Linked DNA regions of Mus musculus: region 2 is linked to region 1. A link is a contact called in public Hi-C data. All regions are on one chromosome and are shown on one strand. Each heading gives the region's core, a stretch centred on a gene start, on an enhancer-like site or on the middle of the called end of the contact. The rest is flanking DNA. Distances are from core to core; before and after follow the strand shown.

The links. Hi-C and Micro-C count contacts between places; a contact is called where the count stands out from the background.
Region 2: a contact with region 1 is called in a Hi-C map of the N1E-115 cell line, with 3 times the contacts expected there. The contact joins the promoter of Marchf4 here to the enhancer-like site in region 1. A contact is called at or near these places in 1 of 39 promoter capture datasets (hippocampal neurons), 1 of 15 datasets of contacts at CTCF or cohesin (the NIH/3T3 cell line), 5 of 484 Hi-C or Micro-C datasets (the N1E-115 cell line, embryonic stem cells, forebrain and 2 more), 5 of 115 datasets of contacts at active chromatin or transcription factors (embryonic forebrain, embryonic stem cells, forebrain and 1 more) and 3 of 9 other capture datasets (adipose tissue, liver and pancreatic islet).

What each region holds. Positions count from the first base shown.
Region 1 is chr1:72,487,282-72,492,627 of GRCm38.p6, forward strand. The region is part of intron 1 of Marchf4 (membrane associated ring-CH-type finger 4); the gene reads right to left. Among named protein-coding and RNA genes, the nearest start is that of Marchf4, 47 kb to the right of the region's middle. Within about 2 kb of position 3,095, at least 36 of the 459 cell types and tissues checked have an H3K27ac peak or open chromatin away from gene starts, as enhancers often do. A contact at or near this core is called in the N1E-115 cell line and embryonic stem cells, where this site is marked.
Region 2 is chr1:72,535,000-72,540,345 of GRCm38.p6, forward strand. It overlaps Marchf4 (membrane associated ring-CH-type finger 4), which reads right to left and starts at 2,160. Exons shown (of 4, transcript NM_001045533.2): 1 at 1-2,160. The coding sequence starts at 138. It also overlaps a transcript of Smarcal1 not described here.

The sequences.
Region 1 (5,346 bases), core at 1,845-4,344:
CTTCCAACCCTCCTGGTCTGTCATCATAGTCACAGCTGTTAGACGTGAAACCAGAGAGAGAGCTGAAGAGTGCAGAACACTCTAGGTTGTTGTTTTTTTTGTTTTTTGTTTTTGTTTTTGTTTTTGTTTTCAGCAATGTGAAGAGAGAAGAGATCCCTCAGGGTTTCCAGAAGCTACTGTGAATGAAACATATCAAAATAGCGGATTCCCCTTCCATTGGAGTGATAATAACCAGCAAGCAAATACCATTAATTAAGGATCCTCTCTAGGATAAGCCCTGAAGTAAGCCTTATGGGAAGCACTTAGGGCTAAGACAATAATGGAGAGAAGGAAGTCACCGCAAAGACAGGAGGTGACAGGGCTCCAGGGGACGTGAGCCAGGAACTCCACACCCCTGCTCTATCCTGGGTTTCATTTCTTGAAGTCAAATGAAGTGAGGATTAGCAGAAAGCTAGTCTGCTGTGTTGCTTTGCCCTGTAATCACAAGACGCCATCTGGAAAATTTTAAACCAAATCTTTAGTGCATACCTTATACCATTGACTTAACATTCAATGACCTTTAACAAATTTCTTTTGTGTTTATGTCATATGCCAGATGTTAGCTTTGGCGCTTAGAATGCAAAAGAGTTCTGACTTCTGCCCTCCGTGGAGTTTATAGTCTATCTGGGGAGGCAAATATCAGATAGATGAAATGGTCTATGCTTCTTCTTAGAATAAAGGTCATGAAGAAAACAAGAGTGCTGTGTGAGAGAAGAACAGGGCTGATGGAACCTTCCTGAGAGTAGGTAACCAGAAAGAGCTCTCTACAGAGATGCCATCTCACCATGAGTATGAAGAGAAGAGAAGACCATTGCAGACGGTGGGGAGAACGGCCAAAGGAGCCTGGAAATTGAGAACAACATGCAAGACGAAAACACAGTAAATATTTATTTCTGCCCTCCACAGAGTTTACACTCTAGCTGGGGAAACAAATACTGAATAGATAGACAAAATGTAACAGAATAAGTAAGGCCTCTATAAATATGATTTCTTTCTTTTTTTAAAGATAGAACCAGATGTTATTCAGACAACATAAGAAGACTTTAATGTCTCTGTGACAGAACCCACGTGGAACTGAAGACAACAAAAAACTAGGAAAAAAACGTAATTCAGTGATAATAAGTAGTTCTCATTACTAACCAGAAACTACTTGAAACTAAATATTAGAAAGTTTCAGCACCCCCCCCCCCCCCCAAAAAAAGGAATGGAAGTCAGGAGAATTCACACACACACACACACACACACACACACACACACACACATACAAACCCAACTCAAACGGCCACTGAACAAAGGAAACTCTTCTAAATTCAGACACATAGAAATGCACACTCAAGAGCTGGAGAGCTGAATCAGTGGTTAAAGGCACATGCTCTTGCAGAGGACCCAGATTCAATCTCCAGGACCCATATGGCACCGACAACCATTGGTGACTCCAGGTCCAAAGGATCTGATGCCCTCTTCTGGCCTCCATGAACACCTGGTTCACACACTGTGCTTGGACATACATGCAGGCAAAGCACCCATATATAGAAAATAGGGAGGGAGGGAGGGAGGGAGGGAGGGAGGGAGGGAGGGAGGGAGGGAGGGAGGAAGACCCACTCAGACCATTGGGAGTTACCATTTTCACTCCTGGGAATGGTAAAGATTTAAAGACAATCCTCAGTCTCAAGGCAGGTGGAGTCAAGAGATCCTCCCATGCTGGTGGGGCGAGCACCAGCACGTACTCGTATCCTTCAACTCGGTAAGTCCATGTTTAGGGAATATATCATAAGAAAGTTCCCTCAGTTCCCTCGGAATATTCAACTGTGAGGACATTTGCTCTAGAATATTCCACCATGCCTAAAACTCAGAGCCAGCGCTTCTCAGCCTTTTGGCTGAGACCAAGTACTTTATATGCTATCCACTGAATAGCTGATGCACACTGTATCTGAAGACAACATACTGGCTGGATTGGTAGGAACACCAAAATAGCCTAGGAGCCTGCTGTGGTCACTGTCTATGTTAACCTGGCATTGCAGTACCTGCAGGAATGGTGTGTCCTGCGGGGGAACTTACAACAACCAGAAGTCCTTTTCCCAGAATGGATCACAGGGGAATCACTAAGAATGACTTTGTTCAACTTACATTTAGTCGACGTGCTCAGGATGCAGGATGTTAAGTTTTTTTTTTTTTAAAAGTATCTTACAAAATAGCATTTATGATAGTGTTCAATTTTGTTTTAAAATATTGTGTATACGGGGCTGGAGAGATGGACCAGCAGTTAAGACCACTGGCTGCTCTTGCAGAGGACCTGGGTTTGTTTGTGGAGCAGGTCACAAGCATCTCTAACTCCAGTTCCAGGGAATCTCATGCCCTCTTCTGACTTCTGTGGGCACCAGGCATCTGCGCACACACGGTGCTTATCTACCTGCAGCCAAAACGTTCATGTATATTTTTAAAAAATCTTTAAAAAGAGATTGTATGCCCTCAAAACATTGTTTTGCTTCTTGCTTGCTTTTTGACACTTTGTCCTGCAGGCTGGCCTCGAACCTGAGACCTCCCTGGGTCTCTCCACTCCTGCAATTTTGGATTCAAGTCACCACTCTGGTCAGCTGTCCTCAAAATATTAAGAGTGTTTATCTGGTTGATAAGATTAAATGTACTTTCAGTTTTCTTCTTTATAGTCTATATATGTTGTGTGGCCTTTTCTGGAATAAGCTTTTCTTTTTTAATACTAAGAAAATAAGTTAAAGTCGTTTTCATAAGGAGATGGATAAAATGTGAGTCAGGGCAGCCAGTACTCTGGGGCAGGAAGGACTGGAAGGTAATCCTCTTTGGTATCCTCCCCATGGGCCCTGTTTGATCAGCCTGGCCACATGAGCCCTTGGGAGCAGGCTAATCCTCAGAGGAGGGGATATGCTTCTCCTATACCTCTCTGTCCCCGGTTTAGACTCAGTTGCCAAACACCTAAGCTTTGGGCTCAGTGTGTTCTCTTTCCCTAGAGAAACAAAGCCCTCTGCACGCTCTGCTTCACTGAGTGGCTGGGGGCCAAGTCACCACAGCCTCAGATGCAGGTGTCTGGGGTGACAAAGAGCGACATCTCGCCTCCAGAATAAGGGCAGCTCTTCCGCCTTCAAGGCTGCGAAATGTCAGGCGTGATTAGAAAGGTCACTTGTCCTGACAGCTCTCCGTGCTTCCTGGAGAGCAGCCTTCCTACTGTGATCATTCTTAATTGTGCTTCCTGTGGTGGGTGCTAGCCTGCCCAATTTCTTATAATGACAGAAGCCCCACCTTCCACCCATCCTACACCCAGGGAGGGGGCAAGGGAAGGGAGAGAGGGGGGAGGGGGAGGAGGAGGGAGAAGGAGAGGAAAAGGGAACGAGAACACAAGATCACAAAACTTGGGGGGGGGGGGGGAGAAGAACAAGAGAATTCTCAGCCGAGAGTGCCAGCTGGCTTTCTAGGAACAGTGTTTGTGGTTATAAAAGGAAACATCTTTGAAGGGAAGGTGGCCACTCTCCTGGGCCAAGAGTCTTAGTTGGGGAGGAAAAGAGAATAAGGGAGGAGACATGCCTCCAAATCAATACACAAAGCTAAGGATGGTGCTTGAGGCAGAAATTCTCCAAGGCTCAGCATGCCTTGCCCCACCCCAGGAACTCCCATGCTGCAGATCTGGGACATTGCACAAAAAGTGCATTTACATGAAAAGCGCAGTGTGGCCTGAAGGCAAGTGGTCTGGGTGCCCTGCTCTCAGAAACCCACCCTAAAGGCTGAGAATGGGCGTGTTTAAGAACCCAATTCCTGGACATATCAGAGGAACCTAAGTAGAGGGTCAGAGATGGGTTGCCTGGAGGGACAGAGAAGGGACAGAGAACTTCTGAAGCACGGGGCAGCTAGGAAGGGCTTCCGGGTCCAAGCAGTACAAGCCTGCTGTGGGTGTCTCCCTGTAGCCCTCAGCTTTCTCATTGCTGTGCTGAAATATCTGAGGAGCAGGTCGTTTGTAAAGAAGAGAGATTCGTTTGGGTTCAGAATTCTGGAGGCGAAAGTTGGAGGAGCCATATTTGCTGATGGCCTCCTTTCTGGCAGAGTCCCAAGGTGACACAGGGAATCTTGAAGTGACAGGAAGCCCCCCTTACCCCTGATTTAAAGTCACTAGGATTCAATCTCAGGCGTTCTGTCCAATTTGCCTAATCCAAACTGAATGCATTTCCCAAGGCTCCCGTCTCTACACATCAGATTAAGCCTCACAACAAAGATCAAACTCCAGCATGAGTAGGATAAACCGCACTTAAGATGAATCACATTCTCCATTCTTTAAGCCACAGTCTCCAATTTGTATTCTTTTAGAAGATGTGCCCTCTGATGATATTGATATTTTAGCTGGCCAACTACCTTACAGAAGATTAAATGTTTAACAGTGTTATTTTCTCTCTCTCTCTCTCTCTCTCTCTCTCTGTGTGTATGTGTGTGTGTGTATTTCTGCATGCGATTTATATGTTTGTGTATTGGGCACATGCTCATAAATATGTGTGTGTAGAGACCAGAAGTTGATATCTAATATCTTCTTTTCTTAATTTTCTACCTTACTTTTAAAAAGGATTTATTCATTTTATTTTTGTGTGCATGCCTGTGTGATTTTATATGTACCACATGTATACGAGTGCCCCTAGAGACCAGAGGGGTATCAGATTCCCTGGAAATGAAGCTATAGGCAATTGTGAGTCACCTTGACACAAGCTAGAGGCACCAAGGAGAAAGGAGCCTCAGTTGAGAAAATGCTTCCATGAATCCAGCTGTAAAGCATCTTGCCAATTAGTGATCAAGGCCAAAGTGGGTGGCTCCATCCCTGGGCTGGCAGTGCTGGGTTCTATAAGAGAGCAGACTGAGCAAGTCAGGCAAGCAAGCCAGTAAGCAGCATCCCTCCATGGTTTCTGCATCAGCTCCTGCCTCCAGGTTCCTGCCTATTTGAGCTCCTGTCCTAACTTCTTTCAATGATGAACAGCAATATAGAAGTGTAAGCCAAATAAACCCTTTTCTCCCCAACTTGCTTTTTGGTCATGATGTTTTGTCACAGCAATAGAAATCCTGACTTAAACAAATGTTTTTGGCACATATATTCTCAGAACATGTCCATTTTTTTTTTTTTTTTCTGGGAGAGGGGTTTCAACATTCATGAGGAGTCTTACAACTAATCTGAAGATTCAAGGGCCTAGTTGTGTGAGTCAGGGTATGTTTTGTGAGGATGGAAACATCTTGTCATGAAATGCCCTACCATAAACAGAACTACTTGCTACAAAGAGCCCCCCCCCCCCCCCCCGCCTTGTA
Region 2 (5,346 bases), core at 910-3,409, 47 kb after region 1:
ATTGAAGAGCATTCGACAGCGGCACTTGAGGAGACCCTGGTGGCGCAACATCTGGGGAGCTGGGGTGCACAGTCCACAGCTGTACCAGCCGCAGCAGCAGCACCACCACCACAGCAGCCCACCCAGGGGCATGAGCATGTGATAGGGAAGCAGAGGACTGGAGAGGGGCAGCTGGAGTCTTTGAAGAGGTGGGTAGGGTGGGGCTTGGGGTCCACAGTGTTCCTGTGTTATGGAGGAACCTTTCTTATTGGCTCTTCTTATAACCCCTCCAAGCAGCAAATAAATTACCCTCTTGGACTGACAACTGTGAGTCAATGATTCTGAACGCTACTAAGGAAATGCAAAGTAAAAAAAGTTTTTCTTGCTCTAGCAGCCCCGCCCCAACCTCAGACTTAGTTCTGGCTGCTGTCTCCTTTCTGTCTTTGACCCCTGAACACTGCTGGGAGTAGGGCAACAGAAGCATCGGGGCTGGGATGCATGACCAATGTCTAATAGTTAAAAGTTCCCAAAGAAAGGGTTGCTAGGTTCTTCTCAATTCTCTAGGCTGTGGTAAATCTCTTTTATATAAAAACGGTGGATATAAATCAAATTTGGAGCAGCTTAGGGAACTCAGCTCAGTAAAGAATTGAGAATTGCACATGAGAGAGAGAGAAAGACAGACTGTCTCAGGTAGTATGAAGTGGTTGGGGAAAGGCAAGATTGGGTGGGGGTAGAAGACGTCCTAATTCTCTTGGGCAGAAAACCAGGACAATTGACCTCCAGCAGCACCAGAGTTGCTTTTAAGAGAGGAATTAGGGGGGCTGGTTGTGGGTGAAATTGGGCAAAGAGCTTCGCCTTGTGCTTCGCCTATGCAGCCAAAAGGCTACACAGAAGAGGTGGGATATAGGGCGGTGGACCGGGAAAGGATGGAGGAAAAAGAGATCCTTAACCCTCGGAGGGCTGCTGCCTTCCAGAGCTTAAGGTCCTGAATAGAGGAAGGGTGTGTGTTTGGGGTTGAGAAGGTGACAGAAGGATCTGAGAAAGGAGGTAGCGAAGAGGGGCTTGTGGGAGGGGAGAGTAAAGGGGAATAGTTACATGATCTCAGCCCCCAGCCCACTCCAGCTGCAGTCTGTAAGTCGGAGGCCCCTCCCCTTGGTTCCATCAAAGGTCCCTTCGGGCGAGGTTCGAGAGCTGGAAAATGGGCAGGTCCGGGCTGGAGAGTGGCTTCGCTTTCTCCTCCTCGTCCTCTTCTGGGTCGCTGTCGCCCTCCTCCTCCTGCTCTGGGTCTGCACGCGCCCGGCGCTGCTGCTGTGGCGGCAGAAGCGACTGCTGGTCTGCGTCCTGGTGTCTCCCAGGCGGGGGCTGCTCCAGCTGGTCCTCTGGCTGCTGCCCGCGGTCCAGCGCGGTCGCGACTCCAGGCTTCATGATCCTCCTCCTCTTCCTTCCCGAGGGGCTGGCCCTGAGCCCCCGCACCCGGGCAGTGCTGCCATGCAACCACAGACGAGGCAGGCGTGGGGGTAGGGGCGGTGGGGAAGTGATGGGGAGAATAAAAAATAAAATAATACTAATGGAACAATTCAGTTCTCGGATAATCAGGAAAGAGTGCTTCTGGTGGGTGGGGGTGGAGGAGGGCGGCTGTCAGGTCCTGTCGACAGCTCTGCCCCCGCTCCCCCCACCTTGGGCGGCCTCGGCCCGCTCTTTGCTCCCACCCCCACGCCGCCCCTCCTTCCTCCGGCTGCCTCTGGCTGGCTAGGCTCGCTTGCTGTTGCTACCTCTCCCAGATGCACCGAGGTAAGGCTTGTTTGCGGTGTAAGCTGAAGGTGGGGAGGAGGAATAGAGACGGTGTGGTCGAGATGGTCAGACAGACGGCACTTGGCTCCAGCTTGGTCCTGGAGACTCCCCAGAACCGTATATAAATATATCTCTTAGAAAAGCCGAAAAGGAAACAAATCAGATTCTAGCCTGCTGCCAGGTGTTGTCTTCCGCGGTTGCTCAGCACCCGCCGCCGCGACTGCTGCCCCCCTGGCTCAGTTCCCAAAGGGGTGGTGCTGGAAGGGAGGTGCCGGGCGGTAGGCTGGCGGTCCGAGGACTGGAAACAACCTTCTTAGAGCGGAGAAGGCACCCAGCTACTCCCACCCGAGCGGCCGTGAAGCCGCTGCTGCGTTCAGCACCTGGGTGAGTGGACAGCTCCCACCCAGACCCCGCGCGTCATGCCAGTGGGGGCCTGACGCAGACGCCGCTGAGGGATGGAGGAGGGAAAGAGCGAGAGACTAGGAGAGAGGGAGCCACAGGAGGAGAGAGAACTGTTTGAAGGAAGAGGAAGAAGATAGGGAGGAACCAGGGGAAAGGGAGGTACGAAGAGAAGGAGGGATTTAGGAGAGGAGGGAGGAGGCAGTGAAGAGTAAAGGAGGCAGAATGGGAACTTGGGTGGTGGAGTGATGCGTGTATTCACTCCAATGTCTTTTCCCAGATAGAAAGAATTCGGGTGGACAGCACCATTCGTAAGCTCCCTGTCCACCGTTCGTCCCTCTCACCGCTTCCCTCAGCACGTATACACCCAATACAGTTTCCTTTTAACCAAAATCTATGATGCTCTTCTTTACACGCACTTAAAGTAGATGTCACTTGGTAGCTTTAGAAAGGATAAAGTTTTGTGACTTCCATATTGAAGCTGGCCCCTGGTGGAGATTAAATCTCTCATGACTTTAGAACTCACGAGAAAAGTGCTTCTTAAACCTTGAAGCATTTTTGCCTTCTAGAATTTAAACTGCAACAAGAAAGGAAATGTCCTCTTTCATCTTCTCTCCTCTCTCCTCCCCCTCCCCCTCCCCTCCCCCTCGACCTCCCCCTCCTCCTCTTCCTTCTCTTCCTCTTCCTTCTCCTCTCTCCCTTCTCTCCCTGACCCTGCATTATGTGTTGGATTCATTTTTATTCTCATATGCCTAAGTCAACCTAATATTCCTAGGCTTGAGGTAAAATACATATTTGTTATATAGCCACCATTACCAGTGTCATCTTTACTTCAAGCTGTTACGTTCTTTCGGCTGTGACTCATAAGAATCCAGGGCAATAATATACCCTCATGCTAACTAAAATCCCTAGCCTTCCCCCATCCGAATTTTCCACAGAGCCACCAGCGAGGAGAGATTGGAAGTTGACTTTAATTTCCTCTGCCCTTTCTTCTTATTTGTACCACTCTACCCATCCTTGTCAAGGCATTTCCAATGAACAGAAGAGTATTCCTAAATGCAGAGACCCAGAGAGAAGGAAGCCCAAAACAAGCTGTATCAATACTTGCTGTTTACAACTGCAGACTTGGGCCATTTGTAATTTAGAATCCCACTCCGCCCCACCCCTGCCACTACTGTTAGGGTCACAGACTTAGAAAACACACTGCAATGAGTCATCTACAGAGCTGGGCTAATTATGCTAATGCACTTAGAAATTCTGATGCTGTAGACAGAGTAGAATGTAAAATCACCACACCAAAATATCACTGGCATGAAAGCTCGCTCAGTGAGTCATAAGGAAGCTGCCCTTTTGTTGGTGTCTCCATGGATATTCATCGCCCTGAGCCCGAGGGAGCGGATGATCTCTAGGTCTTGGCCAACCAAGCATGGCTGCTTGGCTGAATCATGTCCCAGCACCTGACATGGAGGCTGAGAGCCTGCTCAAAGTCAGTATTTGAAAATGATGCTAGAAAAAAAGAAAGAAAGAAAGAAAGAAAGAAAGAAAGAAAGAAAGAAAGAAAGAGAAGGAAGAAAAAGAAAGAAAAGGAAAATGATTCCAGAAAAAAATGATAAAATAAAAAGAAAGAAAAAGAAAATGATGCTTGCTAGGCCACTAAGATGGCTCAGAGGTGAAAGTGCTCGACCCCACGCCTGGCCAGAACTTGATCCTAGGGGTTCCTGGTGGATGGAGAAAACTTCCTGCTGCGACTTTTTCTCTGACTTCCATGTGTATAGCATGACGCACAATGCTCCCCCACATACACACATATAATAAATACAATAAAAACAATGCCAATGTTTTAATAACAATAAAACAATGCTTATATTATTGATACTTGCGTGAACACTGCTGCAGAATAAACTTTATTAGAAAGCACCTGTGTTCTGCACTACCCTGCATCTCTGCCTCTGGTGATATAAAACTGACCTCATCACGTGCTTGAGTCCCTCTGTATAACTCAGACGTCCTTGCACGGACCAGTATTTGTATTTTCAGCAGGAACATACTGTGCAGCACTCAAAGACCAGCAGGTGATCAGGGAAAAGACCTAAGGGATCAACGGCCTTTTTTCAATGAAACTGCATATTTCTCCCCTTCAATGTAAACATGACTGAGTACATGTCCCATTTAATTTGAGTTTTAAGGTTTTATAACTATGAAATACTAATTTCTGCTGTGTTGTGCGGTGAACTGGAACAGGAAATAGAAAGGCCACATCTGGAGCCTGCATTCAGAACTGTAGAGATGGGTGATGGCCAAAAGAAGACTGTCTTGTCCCACCCTGCTGGTGCAAGTGAAAGATTTCCGTAACTAGAAAGCTACTAATAATGGAAGGACAATTGGATTGTCTATAGAAAGACAGAATTTTGTGGATTCTGTTTAGAATGTAATACGAATCCTGCAGAACATCTTACTGAATTAGGCTCCCACTATGTTAGTGTTGAATCATGAGCCTCAAGAGGAAAAACAACCATAAAGAAAATGTTAAATCAATGGGTCTCCATTTAAACACTCAGAAAACATTTACTGAACACCAATCATAGGTAAGGAATGGTGTTGGGAGATACGGGAACACACAAATGAATTGGTTAGAGCTGAATCCTCGAGAGTCTCATGTCAGAAACACAGGAATAATGATAATGTGAGGCACACAATAAGTGCTATCAAAGTATAAAAAGTTGTAGGAGGGTTCAGACTAGGGAGGTAATGCCTACAGTTCAGCAGCAATTAGGAGAGGTGGGAAGAGTTTGGGGGAGTTAGGGATCAGTGCCAGAGTTCTGGGAAAGCCTTTTTCAAGAGATGACATTCAAGCTGAGTTAAAAGACATAGAATTCAGAAGAAGGAAGCCGTTCTTGGCCTCAGGAACACAGAATACGTCAGCCCTTCCACTCGGTTAGGCTGCCTAGAAGGTGCTTAGAGGCAAGTAACTGAAAGTACAGGCAAGAGGATGGGTGGAGCCAGTGTCTAGAAGGTTCTAAATGCCCCTCTGTGAGATTTATTCATTGACCAGGTTCTTGTTTTAATGGCTTTAAAGATTTGGAACTGAAGGTGAAGGGCGAAAATAAACTTTATCCCTGAGCAGGTTAATTAACTGGATGGGATTTCATTGCTAACAGGTAGGAAGCAATCAATATT